Regions from separate parts of the Mus musculus genome. Here all the other regions are linked to region 4. Evidence: chromatin contacts called from public Hi-C, HiChIP or PLAC-seq and promoter capture Hi-C data. All regions are on one chromosome and are shown on one strand. Each heading gives the region's core, a stretch centred on a gene start, on an enhancer-like site or on the middle of the called end of the contact. The rest is flanking DNA. Distances are from core to core; before and after follow the strand shown.

What was found. Promoter capture Hi-C pulls out the DNA fragments that hold promoters and counts their contacts. Hi-C and Micro-C count contacts between places; a contact is called where the count stands out from the background. HiChIP or PLAC-seq counts read pairs in DNA pulled down with a chosen protein or histone mark.
Region 1: an H3K27ac HiChIP or PLAC-seq map of differentiating embryonic stem cells shows a contact between it and region 4, with 2.6 times the contacts expected there. The contact joins the enhancer-like site here to the promoter of Ago1 in region 4. A contact is called at or near these places in 1 of 484 Hi-C or Micro-C datasets (embryonic stem cells) and 4 of 115 datasets of contacts at active chromatin or transcription factors (astrocytes, bone marrow-derived macrophages, differentiating embryonic stem cells and 1 more).
Region 2: a contact with region 4 is called in a Hi-C map of LSK cells, with 5 times the contacts expected there. The contact joins the promoter of Smim12 here to the promoter of Ago1 in region 4. A contact is called at or near these places in 1 of 39 promoter capture datasets (pre-B cells), 5 of 484 Hi-C or Micro-C datasets (CD4 T cells, CD8 T cells, LSK cells and 2 more) and 1 of 115 datasets of contacts at active chromatin or transcription factors (astrocytes).
Region 3: a promoter capture Hi-C map of neural stem cells shows a contact between it and region 4. The contact joins the promoter of Zmym1 here to the promoter of Ago1 in region 4. A contact is called at or near these places in 3 of 39 promoter capture datasets (the C10 cell line, neural stem cells and pre-B cells), 2 of 115 datasets of contacts at active chromatin or transcription factors (embryonic forebrain and epiblast stem cells) and 1 of 9 other capture datasets (liver).
Region 5: a Hi-C map of CD8 T cells shows a contact between it and region 4, with 5 times the contacts expected there. The contact joins the promoter of Zmym6 here to the promoter of Ago1 in region 4. A contact is called at or near these places in 1 of 484 Hi-C or Micro-C datasets (CD8 T cells), 3 of 115 datasets of contacts at active chromatin or transcription factors (astrocytes, embryonic forebrain and epiblast stem cells) and 1 of 9 other capture datasets (liver).

What each region holds. Positions count from the first base shown.
Region 1 is chr4:126,999,405-127,002,104 of GRCm38.p6, forward strand. No RefSeq gene overlaps it. Among named protein-coding and RNA genes, the nearest start is that of Sfpq, 21 kb to the right of the region's middle. Within about 2 kb of position 1,282, at least 10 of the 459 cell types and tissues checked have an H3K27ac peak or open chromatin away from gene starts, as enhancers often do. A contact at or near this core is called in differentiating embryonic stem cells, where this site is marked.
Region 2 is chr4:127,242,411-127,245,110 of GRCm38.p6, forward strand. It overlaps Smim12 (small integral membrane protein 12), which reads left to right and starts at 1,374. Exons shown (of 2, transcript NM_030252.2): 1 at 1,374-1,488.
Region 3 is chr4:127,059,825-127,062,524 of GRCm38.p6, forward strand. Zmym1 (zinc finger, MYM domain containing 1) reads right to left here and starts at 1,330. Exons shown (of 8, transcript NM_026670.5): 1 at 1,172-1,330.
Region 4 is chr4:126,467,301-126,470,000 of GRCm38.p6, forward strand. Ago1 (argonaute RISC catalytic subunit 1) reads right to left here and starts at 1,283. Exons shown (of 19, transcript NM_153403.3): 1 at 1,097-1,283. The coding sequence starts at 1,121.
Region 5 is chr4:127,076,071-127,078,770 of GRCm38.p6, forward strand. It overlaps Zmym6 (zinc finger, MYM-type 6), which reads left to right and starts at 1,313. Exons shown (of 14, transcript NM_001285885.1): 1 at 1,313-2,476. The coding sequence starts at 2,387.

The DNA.
Region 1 (2,700 bases), core at 32-2,531, 530 kb after region 4:
GGAATGCCTTGATGCTACAGGAACCCCGGGAACCCAGGGAGGACTGCTTATATACACCCCAGCACTGGGGAGGGCTATGTTTCCTCCTGGGATTGGTCAGTCTGCCGGCACTTTAATTTGCATGCACCCGCTCCTGAGGGGTTGGCCCAGATTTGGGCTAGCGCCTGCGCAGAGGTGTTTACGGGCGATAGTGTACCGGAGACCGGCGCCATCTTTTAGGCGCCGGCTGCCTACGTGTGTGTGTGTGTGTGTGTGTGTGTGTGTGTGTGTGTGTGTGTGTGTGTGTACACTATCGCTATCTTCAGACACTCCAGAAGAGGGCATTTGATCCCATTATAGATGGTTGTGAGCCACCATGTGGTTGGTAGTACTTGAACTCAGGACCTCTGGAAGAGCAGTCAGTGCTCTTAACCACTAAGTCATCTCTCCAGCCTGGACTCAGTTATATTGAAGAGGCTGGCTGGGCAGTTGTGTGCATGCCTTTAATCCCAGCACTTGGGAGGCAGAGGCAGGCGGATTTCTAAGTTCGAGGCCAGCCTGGTCTACAGAGTGAGTTCCAGGACAGCCAGGGCTACACAGAGAAACCCTGTCTCAAACAAAACAAAACAAAAAGAAAAAAAGAAAACAAAATGGTGCAGCTTCTGTGGAACATGGAACAGAACCTACAGAGCCCAGCCCATGGAAACATGCCTGCAACCCCAGCATCGGAAGCAGAAGGGGAAAGAGCCCCAGGTTACCGATGCAGTGTGGCTCAGGTCTCATAGTCCAAAACCAAACCAAACCAAACCAAACCACTACCACCAACAACAAAAAGAACAAAAACAAAGTATAAAAACTGGGCAAGCCTTAAGGAACAAGCTATAAATAGCACCACCTGGATGTCCTCCGAATCAACTCCTGCCTCCAGGTTCCTGTCCTTGTTTGAGTTCCTAAGATAAATGCTTTTGATGATACACTGCTACATGGAAGTGTCACATAATAAATCCTTTCCTCTTTAAGCTGCCTTTGGTCACACTGTTTCTCGCCACAGCAGTAAAAACCCTAAGACACTCGGTAGGAATGAACCTCTGAGTAATGCAGGAGACACGCCCCTTTGCGCCTCACTGAATTCATTGCTGTAAGACCAAAATCATCATCATCATCATCATCATCACCATCACCACCATCATCATCATCTTACATTCAGAGCCCCGCTGCAGCAAATACAGACACTATGTGAGTCCCTCACTCCTCTGCTCCTATACATCATCAGCAACAGAGTTCATGCCGCCAAGTGCGCTCCCCAGCCAAACCACTGGCCTCGTGCATAAATGCAGAAGCCAGCCAACACCAAAGGGCACTAGAACAAAGATTAGCACTGTGCCCTATTAAGAAAAAAGGAGAGGAGAAGGATTTACATAAAGTTAATTAAGCTTGGATTGCAGAAGCCCCTCATTTGCAAGTGCCCTGGGGAGCGGTGAGAGCTACTGAGCTCGGCAGCCTGCTATAGATCAGAGAAGGAAGGGATTTATGATCAAGAAGCATTTGGGGGCTCACCTTAGTTACTGCTCAGCCTGCTGCCCTTGCAGAAGGCTCAATGAATTTTCAAGTAGTAGGAGTAGGAGTAACAGGAGGAGGAGAAGGAAGAGCAGCCGTTGGACTACTTTGTAAAAATTGCCTAAAGATCTTAGAAGAGTCGGATGTAGTAGTTCACGCCCATAATCCTAGCACATAGGAGGTTAAGGCAGAAGATTGGCTTTTGAGTTTGAGGCCAGCCTGGGCACACAATGAGTGTAAGTCTCTGTGGCTCTTAGCTGGGCAGTGGTGGCACATGCCTTTCATCCTAGCACTTGGGAGGCAGAGGCAGGCAGATTTCTAAGTTTGAGGCCAGCCTGGTCTAGGACAGCCAGGGCTATACAGAGAAACCCTGTCTTGAAAAAAAAAAAAAAAAACCATAAAACCAAAAACAAACCCCTTGCTCCCCCCTCAAAAGTCTCTGTGGCTCAGTGGGAAAGAGCACTGCCTGCTCTTCCAGAGGTCCTGACTTCAATTCCCAGCAACCACAGGGTGGCTCACAACCATCTGTAATGGGATCCAATGCCCTCATCTGGTGTGTCTGAAGACAGCGACAGTGTACTCGTATACATAAAATAAATCTTAAAAGAAAACAAAAGGGCTGGTGAGATGGCTCAGTGGGTAAGAGCACCCGACTGCTCTTCCGAAGGTCCAGAGTTCAAATACCAGCAACCACATGGTGGCTCACAACCATCCGCAACAAGATCTGACTCCCTCTTCTGGTGTGTCTGAAGACAGCTACAGTGTACTTACATATAATAATAAATAAATCTTTAAAAAAAAAAGAAAACAAGAGAGATATCTTATCAGCTAAGTATTCGTTGCTCTGGCAGAGAAGCCAATTGAGACCTGGTTCTCATCACCTATAAGGAGACTCATAAGTGTGTATAACTTCAGTTGTAGGGTATCTGATGACTTCTTCCATGGACACCAGGAACACATGTGGTACCCATACACACACATAGGCAAATCACTGAATATACATTAAAAATAACAATAAAATTAAAATAAAGATTAAACTCTTAAAGGGGAAACATAGGTAAACTAGCAAGGGAGCGTGCTTAAGGTGAGAACATGTTGGACCTCTTCTCCTTTCTCACCTGTAAAGCTGTACTTTTCCAATATTTCCACACACACGATTATGAA
Region 2 (2,700 bases), core at 124-2,623, 780 kb after region 4:
TCTGGAAGTGCTAACTGACTCCTTTAATTGATATAGGATCTTGGTGTAGAGCCAAGGCTGGTCTTGCGCCTCAGGACTTCTCAATGCTGTCATTTCCACTTTAGCTGGGGATTCTGTGCTTACCCAGGTCTGCTGGAGGGAACTTCTAGTCACTATTAAGATCCAGCTTAGGGATCTGTCCTTCCAGGGAACCTCCACTCATTCTTCTTGTATGGACGGACAGTGTCCTCTGTTATGACACTGTGTGGGTCTTCCTGTTTCTTCTCCATCCAGGAAACTACGGAGGGCAGTCCCCATTTGTATCGCCAATGTCTAGCTTGTAGAATGGCTAAATGCCAGCCTGTGTTCTAGACTGTTCTGATCTCTTCCCACAGATTCAATGCACAAGTAATCAAGGTCTGATAATCACGGTTGCTAATTTCTGGCAGCTTCTTCCTCCCCATCTTCGCTGTCAGGCTTAGCTTTGGGCTCTTTGATCTAAAAGAGGAAGAATCTCTAACTTGACAGTACAGTCTTGAAGACGCTTCCTGTGAGAGTACCCGTGACCTTGAGAAATGGCTCACTGCTAACTTAAGGGAAGCTGGGTAGACTTAAGGGAAGCTGGGTAGAGCACTCCAGGTAGATGAAAGAACATGGACACACAGGCTTCAAACGTTGATTTTTAGCATGCTATTAGTGGGAAGGAGACTGGTCAGGTTGAGAGCAGTGTGGGCAGGTTGAGAAGGCAGGACTATGGTAGTCCATTAGAGAGCTTGGGGTGTGAGGCTTTTTCTTATATGTGATAAGTATAATTCCGCTCAGGGACAGGGGAAACATGGAGGAAGGAGAGTGAGTACTTGCGATCAGAGGGTCTTGGTACTTTCAGCAATTTGTAGACTCACTAACGCTACAATCTAGTTCCCTGCGAGATGTGTGCCTGGCACAGTATTTTACAAACAAGATGTTATCTAACCCTTGCAACATCCCTGCTGAAATGGAAGGTTTTAACGCTATGCAGAAGAATTGAGGCTCAGATTAATTAATGATGTTCCCAAGGACACACAGCCTGAAAGCACAGATCCCAAGAAGATTGAAAGTACTAGGTTATTCTCTGCTACGGGAGCTTCTGGAGGTCAGGGGTTGGGTTTTCGGTTTCAGTAATATCCGACCTAGGTAAGTCTCGGAAGACACCTAATGAACTTCATTTGGATCAATGAAAGCTGACTATTCTTTTTTCTTCTTCACAAGCATGTGGCAACGTCACAGGGGAGCCTCCGAGCCGTCAGGGGGCGCTATACTATTCTGCGTTTAGTCCAACGCAGGGTCGGGTGCCTGGCTTCCTTTCTTCTGTAGCTGGCTGGAGCTCAGCCAATCGCTGCTCTCCGAGAGATGCCAGTGGGCGGGGCCTCGGGCGCGCCCCGCGGGCCACTGGGAACCTCGGCGTCCCTGTTGCTCCCGGCTAGCGGGCGCAGCGCGGGACCTGTCCGGGGTGTGCGGGCTGGACCGCAGGTGAGTTCCCAGGGCTGAGGGCACTTCGCTTCCCAGGATCGCTGGCCCCCAGTCCCACGGGAACGGCTCCTCCTAGTTGAGGGAGCGATGGTTTCCGTGACCCGCTCGGCCTCGGCCAGCTTTTGGTGGCCGAGTGTGGACTGTGGTCAGATCTCGTCCGCCTCAGGCCCCTGCAGGCCGAAGGGTGACGAAGCCACGCGTGTGGCGTGACTGGACAGGGAACAGGAGCTGATGACCCGAACCTCACTGGCGCTCCCATCCCAACTTGGCTGGCTGTCAAGGCTGATGGTTTCACCTTCTCGGACCTCCTACGACTGCTCTCATTTGGAGAGCTTCCGGTGGGCTCAGGCACTGGGACAGGTTTCCTGGCGGCCCGGTTGACCTGTACCTGGAGCCTTTGGCTGGCGCCCCTGCGTGTCGGGCTGGAAATAGGCGTTGCAGTATTTGGGAAACACTTGTGCTACTTACATTTTGATACCTTCGGGATGACTTCATGAAGTCTAGCTGCTTATGATCATATCCCTATACCCCTTTGTGAGTGCGGGTGGAAGGCTGCTGTAGTCTTCCATAAACAAAGCAACATGTTTATGCTGCCTGTCATTCATTCGACCAACAAACTTTTTTAGCTCTTTGCTAGGGAGGATAGCAAGGGTGGGAAGAGGCACAGAGCATAGGACGATCCGGACATCCTTAGTTCTTAACCTTGTGGAGCTCCAGGGTGTTTTGAGAGCTGTAGACAGGTAGGGTAGGCCCACATAGCTTACCGAAGAGAAGGTTGTGTTGTATACATGGATGACTGGAATTCGGACAAGAGCACATAGAACTTGGGCTTTCTATGTACAAGAGTAATACTCATAGACTGGTGCTTGATATGCCCGCCCTAAGACAAATTGGAAAATTGAGAGTCTCTACCCAGGAATTGTATAAAGGACTTGCACTTGGTGTGGACCTGTGATCACAAGCACTTGGCACTGGAAACAGGAGCGTCGGCAGATCAAAGTTATCCTTAGCTACTTTGAGGGTTTGAGGCCAGGCTGGGTGCCATGAGAACCTGTCTTAAAAATAAAAACAAGCCCAACGGTGGTGGCACATGTCTTTAATCTTGGCACTAAGGAGGCAGAGGCAGGCCAGTCCAGTCTCTGAGTTTGAGGCCAGCCTGGTCTACAGAAGGAATCTGAATGGCAGGGCTACACAGGGAAACCCTATCTCAAA
Region 3 (2,700 bases), core at 80-2,579, 590 kb after region 4:
CAAACACCTTTACTCACCAAGCCATTTTTCCGGGTTCTCAACATAGGAATTTTAAGTTGCATTTATTTATTTGTTTCGGGGTGGTAGAAACACACATATCAAGACAACCTATGGTAGTTCATTCTCTCCTCATACCATGTAGGGCCTGGCGATCAAACAGGTTATCGGATTTGGGGGCAAGAATCTTTACCCTCTGAGCCATCTCACTTGCCCTTTTCTTCTTCACAGAGTCTCCTTACATTTCAAAAAAAAAAAAAAAAAAATCCCAAAATAGGAGAGCTTGGAAGTCAGAGGAAGAAAGATCAGGAGTTCAAGGTAACTGTGAGCAACATGATAGCCAGTTTCAACCATCCCCAGAGCCAAAACAAACAAACAAACAAACAAACAAACAAATGTACAGTAATCTCTTACTATTGGTATGAGTTACCAGCAATGAACCACAGTCCAAATATGTTACTTGGGGGGCTGGCGAGATGGCTCAGTGGTTAAGAGCGCCGACTGCTCTTCCAAAGGTCCTGAGTTCAAATCCCAGCAACCACATGGTGGCTCACAACCATCCATAACGAAATCTGATGCCCTCTTATGGAGTATCTAAGGACAGCTACAGTGTACTTACATATAATAAATCTTAAAAAAAGAAAAGTTCCTTGGAAATATTTGGAAGTAACAATGTAACAAGTAACAATGTTCAAGGTCCTCTAACTAGCACTGTAGACTAAGAGATCCAATGGCCTCTGCCTCCCTGCCAGGATTAGAAAAATGGGCAGCCACCGCCAGCGCTAACCTGCAAATTTCACTCACAGAACTCTACAGATAAAACTATTTGCTTCTATCTCTCTCCAGCCCGATGTTTTTGTTTTTTGAATCCAGGTCTCATTAAGTAGCACTGATTGGCCTAGAACAGACTTTATAGAACAGCCTGGCTTCGAACTCAGAGAACCCCCTGCCACTCGTGTGATGGGATTAAAGGCAAGGGCCAACACACCCAATCTGTTTATGTCTGAAAAATACACTGCTTAATGGAAAGAGAGCCACAGGTGTAACGGAAGGCAGTTACAGAAAGAAGCCGCAAGAGACCAAACGCACCAAGCTCAGTCACCGCACAGAGGCCAGGACGCTAAGAAGCCTGGAGGCCGGGGGCACGACTCTCCTGACACTGTGGTCTTCCTACCTGTCGCGTCACCCTCCTCAGGACGGGAGAAATGCCGCCTCTCTCTGGAAAAGCGGGCCTGAGCGGCTCCACGAGGATGGCTGATCTGTCTCCAACTCAGCGGCGGGAAGCGCCCACTCGCATTTTGCCGTGCAAACAACCCCGCCGGCTCCGCCCCTCTCCCGGAGGCCTTTGCGGCTGAGCATGCGCACCGCGGTCCGCCTGGGGCGCGGAGGCGGGGGATGGACTAAGCAGGAGAGGTTGACGGGGCGGGTCAGGGGGGTTTAGTTTTAGGCTATCCTTAATGTCACCTTAGCTGCCCGTTTTTCGTTTTTTGTTTTGTTTTGTTTTTTGTTTTTTTTTGTTTTAAGACAGGGTCTCACTTATGTACCCCTGACTGTCCCGGAACTCACTATGCAGACCAAGCTGGTCTTGAACTTAGAGAGGTTCTCCTGACTCTGCCTCCCTAGTTCTGGTATTAAGGGAATATGTCATCACATGGGCATATTTGGGTCCTTAAAGGCAGGAGTGAGGGGGCACAGGCCTGTAAGATGAAGGTGTGTGGTTAAAAATTCAAAACCAACCTTATTTTACAAACGGAACAACAAAAGCTGGGGGATTGAGACAGAGCAACGAGATGACAGAGCCTATTAAGGAGTTTACCGCAAAGTCTGACTAGCAGGGTTCTGTCACTGGAATCCATTTAGTGGAAGAAGAGAACAGATACCTGCAAATTGCTCCTTGACCTCCGCAATGTGCACATAAACACAATAAATACATACATGCATACATAAATAAAATTAAGGGCTAATGCAACATTAGTGACTCAGATGTTGAGTTACAACTTTAAAAACATGGTTGTAAATAGTCTCAGAAAAAGAGGAATGAAAAAGTAGGGACAGATGGGTATAGCTAAAGAATTAAGGAGGGAGCAGATCATTTTGATTATTTCTAAGTTTTTTTGTTTTTTTTTTTTGGTTTTTCGAGATAGGGTTTCTCTATAGCCTTGACTGTCTTGGAACTCACTTTGTAGACCAGGCTGGCCTCGAACTCAGAAATCCACCTGCCTCTGCCTCCGGAGTGCTAGGATTAAAGGCGTGTGCCACCACGCCCGGCTTCTAAGTCTTAATAGTAAAGAAAAATATAAAGTTTAATGATCTATTCATCTTGTCTTTGACCATAACTTCCATCTATCTTTTCTCTCTCTTTCTTTCTTTCTTTCTTTCTTTCTTTCTTTCTTTCTTTCTTTCTTTCTTTCTCTCTCTCTCTCTCTCTCTCTCTCTCTCTCTCTCTCTTTCCTTCCTTCCTTCCTTTCTTTTCTTTTCTTTTTTTTTTTTTGAGACACTGTTTCTCTGTGTATCCCTGGTTGTCCTGGAACTCACTCTATAGACCAGGCTGGCCTCAAATTCAGAGATTCTCTGCCCTCCAAGACTGGCTCTCACCTCTTCCTTCCTTCCTTCCTTCCTTCCTTCCTTCCTTCCTTCCTTCCTCCCTCCCTCCCTTCCTTCCTTTGAGACAGAATCTCACTGTGTAGACAGGCCTAGAGCTCA
Region 4 (2,700 bases), core at 33-2,532:
GGCAGACAAGCTTGGCAGCTTTGAGTCTAATGACATGCTCCTGACGTGGGAAAAGATCCACTAGGAAACAGGAGGCACAGGTATATAGAGAGATTATATTGTGATATAGAGTCAATTCATGGAAAAGGAGGGCACTATCTTCAGATTAAAAGCTCCCATCTCTTCTCAGGAGTGGTCTAGAAACTTGAAAAACATGTGGGCCTAGTTTCTCAGTGACCAACACTTTCCTAAGGCCTATCTTCTGAGAGAAGTAGCTCATAAAGCAAGGCTTTGGTCCCCGTCCATCCTCATGCAGCAGAAAATGCACTCTGGCAGTTGACCTCGACCCTTTCTTTGACAAACTGCTACTCCGGGGTTTAAGGACCAAGTGTCAGAGACCGCCCCCCACCCTTCCCCCAAGACAGAAGGCAATTCCCATTTGTACTACGCAAACAGAATCTGCGAGACTGCACACTCCTCCTAAACCCAGGGGCACAGGAGGGATACTCCAACAGCCACGCCCCCACCACATAGGGCAGCCCTTCAGGCTGGTACCTCCGCGCATGCTCCCGCGCCACCACTCAAGTCCCCAATCTAAGGGGGGAAATCCCTGGTCTAAATCCCCACCCACCGCCCCCTGACCCTCACCCCCGCTTCAGGCCCAGCTGGGCGGAGCTCAGAGGCCAGCCCCGGCGCCTACTCCCCAGAGACATTAGCTTAGCCCAGCCCAGCACGGCCGAGCCCCCGCCCCCCGACAGGCGGTAGTTCCAGGCCCATCTGTGTCGCCCCCCTCCTCTCCAGGACACCTGGAGCCCGCCCCCCTGCCACCTGCCGGGCCTCCCCATAGGCCTCCCCAGACCTCACGGAAGGACACCGTGCATTCAGGCCCTTCTCCCAGGTTACTTCTCACCCTCGGGACAGTATACTGCTTCCTAGGACAAACAGCCCGGGTCTCAGATCTTCACATGGTTCTCAGCCGGAACTGCATACAACCCCCTTCAAAATGGGCCCCCCATCCCCTGAGAGCCCCTCTCCTCACTCTGCAACCATGCTCTATGCCGCGAGAGCCTATAGGGCTTTGGAATACACACTGCTCCCAGTCCCCGAGGGCCCTTACCTGCTCCCGAGGGTCCCGCTTCCATCCCATATACCCGTGCGGAGGACAGGCGGCCGGGAGACTGAGGAGTCCAGCGTGAGGGGCCTAGGTACCTCGCACTTGCACTGCTCGGGCTCCCGGGCCGGGCTCGGCTCCCCCCCGAAGCCCGGCCGCTCGCGCTGTCGCCCCCGCAGCCTCCGTTGCCGCCGCCGCGGAGCCTGCAGCAGCTCCCCCTGCTAGCGCCCGAGTAGCTGCCAGTGCGCAGGCGCGACCGATGGGCCCATGGGGCGGACGGGAACGAGTCAAGCGGGGCGCTCGACGGCAACAAAGGCCAATGGAGAGGGGCGGGGGCGCGGGGACCGTGCAGCGGCCTCTGGCGGCCACTCGTAGCCGTGCAGCCTGGCGGGAGGGCTCCAGTGGCGGAGCCGCGCAGTGGCGTAAGAGGGGAGGGGCTGGGCGACACCCCTTCCCCGGCTGCAGCCTGGGGCCCTGTCTTTTCCCTAAACAGATCTCTGGAAACCTATCCACAGCCCCGCTATCAACACAGAGCCTGGCTCCCACCCATTCCCCGACCCTCTCCCCCTCCAACACCCAATCACTCAAAGGCCCTGCCTCCCACCTCTCCCAATCACCCTCACCCTTAAGTCTTGACTGCCTCTGCTAAGTCAGTCTTTCTGTGTCCCTAGTCGCTGATCTCATTAATGCCACCCACCCTTCCAGGCTGCGTGCCTGGCGCTGAGACCACAAATGTGTTAGAAACCTTGCCTATTCTGGCCGGTGTAACAGTTTTGACACTGACAGAGCTCTCTATCTGCAGGAAGCACCTGCCTCCACTTTTTCGTCTGCAGAACGTTTGCTCCTACCAAATCTCTTAATGACGTTTTGTGTCAAACCCCAAAGGCTAATTTCCTATTATTTCCCTGCAGCATCTGAAACTATATCTCTTCTTAAAAATTAAAAAAAAAAAAGACTTTCCTTGGCTTTCACATTTTCTTAAGTCTCCTAATGTCTGTCCTGAAGAGCTTTCTTCAGTGGCTCCTCTTGTTTTGTTCACTGTAGTGACCTGAATTTTATATTCTACTCTCCCCTTGCCTCTTCACAGCTTCATCCACTTTTAATGCCCAAATATCTATACGTTACCATGTTGCAGCTTCATATTTCCTACTGTCTGCTGGACAGCTCCAGCTGGATCTAACAATTCAAACTTAAGTCCAAACCTAACCCTTTCTTTTTCCCCTACAAAATACATATATTTGTCCTGTCTCAGTGAACTGCATCTCCATGCCAAAAATATCAGCTCCTGTCTCCCTTGTCTATTTGCTATATTCAACTGTGTCTTGACATGCTTACCTTATGAAGTGCTCTCAAAGCATTCCCTGTCATTCTCATAGTCTCTAGTGTGGGTACCCTTTTCTTACCTTGCCAGAAGCACCACAGCTAATTCCTTGATCGTCTCACATAACCTTCTCATTTGGTCTGCTGCACTGATGGGGTAATTACAGAGAGACCCAGCTCAAACGTAACTTACACACACACACACACACACACACACACACAAACGCACGCACACACACACACACACACACATTTTTTTGAGACAGGGTCTCACTATGTGCTCTTGGCTG
Region 5 (2,700 bases), core at 63-2,562, 610 kb after region 4:
AGATGACACCCATGCTGCAGAAGATAAGCCCATGCACATGCAGACATCACTAAGTGGACCAAGTGGGTTTGAAAAGGCAGAGTGAATGGCAGGGGACAGGGGAAGGGATTTGATCAAAGCACATATGCATGCATAAAATTATCAAATAATAGAAAACAAAAACATACATTTTAAATAGAAACTATGTGTACTGTCTCTAATATTTGATTATAATTTATAATACCATGTATGGGTAGATTTCCTCTGGTGTTTTCACACAATTTTGTTTTGGTTGACCCTTCTCCTCAAATCAGAATCCTCCTGTTCCCATGCCCTTTAGTATCTTTCGTGCTCAGCCTTCTCTCATTTTAGATCTTTGCCCCTTAAGTGCTGGAGTCCAGCTCCAGTGGGGTTCAGGTTCACATGTGATGATTAATCTTATTAAATTGATGGGATTTAGAATCAACTTGGGGACAGGTATCTGAGTTTGTCTGTGAGGGATTTTCTTGGTTTATTGAGCTATGAGACTTTGTCCTGACTATAGGCCAAAAAAGAGAAAGATGGTTGAGCGCTAGTCATCTTTCTCCTATGTTCCTCAACTGTGATGCACATTAAAAAATGGAGAAGGGCATATACAGCTCCATCTAACACTTCTGAGCTTTGACATTCCTCCATTTCTCCTTCCAGCTTTTTCTTTTCTTTTTTTAAAGATTTTATTTATTTTATGTATATGAGTACACTGTAGCTGTCTTTAGACACACCAGATGAGGGTATTGGATTCCATTACAGATGGTTGTGAGCCACCATGTGGTTGCTGGGAATTGAACTCAGGACCTCTGGAAGAGCAGTCAGTGCTCTTAACCACTGGGCCAACTCTACAGCCCTCCAGTTTTTTTTTTCCACAGCCCTGTCTCTTTAAGAAGTCAATCATATCGGAAGTGAGAATGCTGGGACGGCTAGGTCTAGGGCATGATGGGAATAGAGGGCGGGAATGAAGGCCGGGAACGTCCAATTACCTCAGGTCTAGCGCATAAATAGGAGTGCGCACGCGCAGTTGTCAAGGCGTTGCGTTGCCATTCCTCAGGCGATTCCAGTAAAGTAATTTGTCATGGTCCCCACCTGAGACCTTGAATGCTTTTGTGCATTCTCCGACTGGCGTCTCATTGGAGGCGGGTGTCCTACCGGGCTAGAGAAAGCCGCTCAGGCCTGTGGGCTTGTGAGGGGGCAACGTACCACGTGCCCAAACGGGGCGTGGCCCTCCACGTGACTAGGCGCCGCAGGAAGTTCTGGGTAACCTCACGTGACAGGACCGTCCCCTTCTGGCGGGGGCGGAGTGGCAGCTCATCACGTGACCGGCGGCGGGCTGCGCCGCGGTGGTGCCGTAGCATCCTCAGGCTCGCTGCAGTTGGCGGCTCGCGCGCTCCGTTGGAGACTGAGTTCCTCCTCTGGCCTTTGGGGGACAGGCTGGGGAATTCTGGTTGCGAACGGGAACGCCGGAGAGCTTGCGACATTCAGAGGAGGGATACGCGCCTGTAGAGTGTTACAACTGTGGCAAGTGGTGGAAAGTTCTCGACCCGGCTTCGCAACAGGGTTTTAAAAAACCTGTTGTTTCTATGGCTGGCTGGAATTGATGACAGGCCTTTTGCGAGGGTTTCCTTTATAGCTTGGCTTACATTTGTACTACCGTTTGGGAATCTGAAGAGAGCCCAGACAGGGGTTTCTAGCAGCCATTCTCAACCCTCACAGGGTCGCATATCAAATATTTACATTACAATTCGCAATTAGCAAAATTACAGTTATGACGGAGCCACGAAATAATTTTATAGTTGGGGGTCGCCACATTAACCGAGTTTATGAATGTTGAGAATCACTGGTTTATAGGAAGACGTTAGGGGGAGTTGCCTCCAGAATGACCAGTTGGCCCACCTCTAAATGGGAACCTAGCGTTCTAGTTGTGATGACGTCTGAGGCTCTGAAGTGGCTTTAGGATGAGAAATCGGTTCTTATTGTTAGTGCAGGCTGAGGTAGAGGCAAAGGTGAGGCCTCACTTGGAGCAGACATGAGTCACATGTCAGTGTCCACACAATCAGAAATTAAGTACTGAGTCCAGCTGTCCACTTGCTAGGGTCCTCCTGTGGCGTGTTCAGCCAGTCTGTATCGCAACAACCTCCAATATAGTGAAGACCATAGTGCTTGTCTAAGACTTTTCTCATTGGAAGGTAGCTAATCCAGGAGCAAAAAGAACAGTTAGTCCTAGTCCCAGAAGGGTGTTGCTCAAATGCTCGATCCTGAAGCTATTAACATGTTAGTATGAAGGAAAACAAAACCCAAGTACCAATCCTTTATATTATGTTTTAGGCGTCATCTTAGTTTTAGATGGGATAAGAACTCGGCATAAGCACTTAGAATGAAAGAACCTTTGGATGGTGGATGTGACAAAGCAATGGCACAACAAGGGCTTCTGGACAGAATTAAAGAAGAACCTGATGATGCTCATGTAAGCATTTTCTTTTGACTTTCAAAATACTAAAAATTATTAGCGTTAGAATTGGTATTATTCCGGAGAATTGGAAATGAATGGTACTCAATGGTTGCTGGTTTATACGTTGATACAACCCAACTGATTAATTTTTTTCATGCGTTAGGTGAGTCCTATGGAGGCTGGGGGATATACGATTAAGTAGTAGAGTATATTCCCAGTGCTGTGAGTGCGCAATTGTC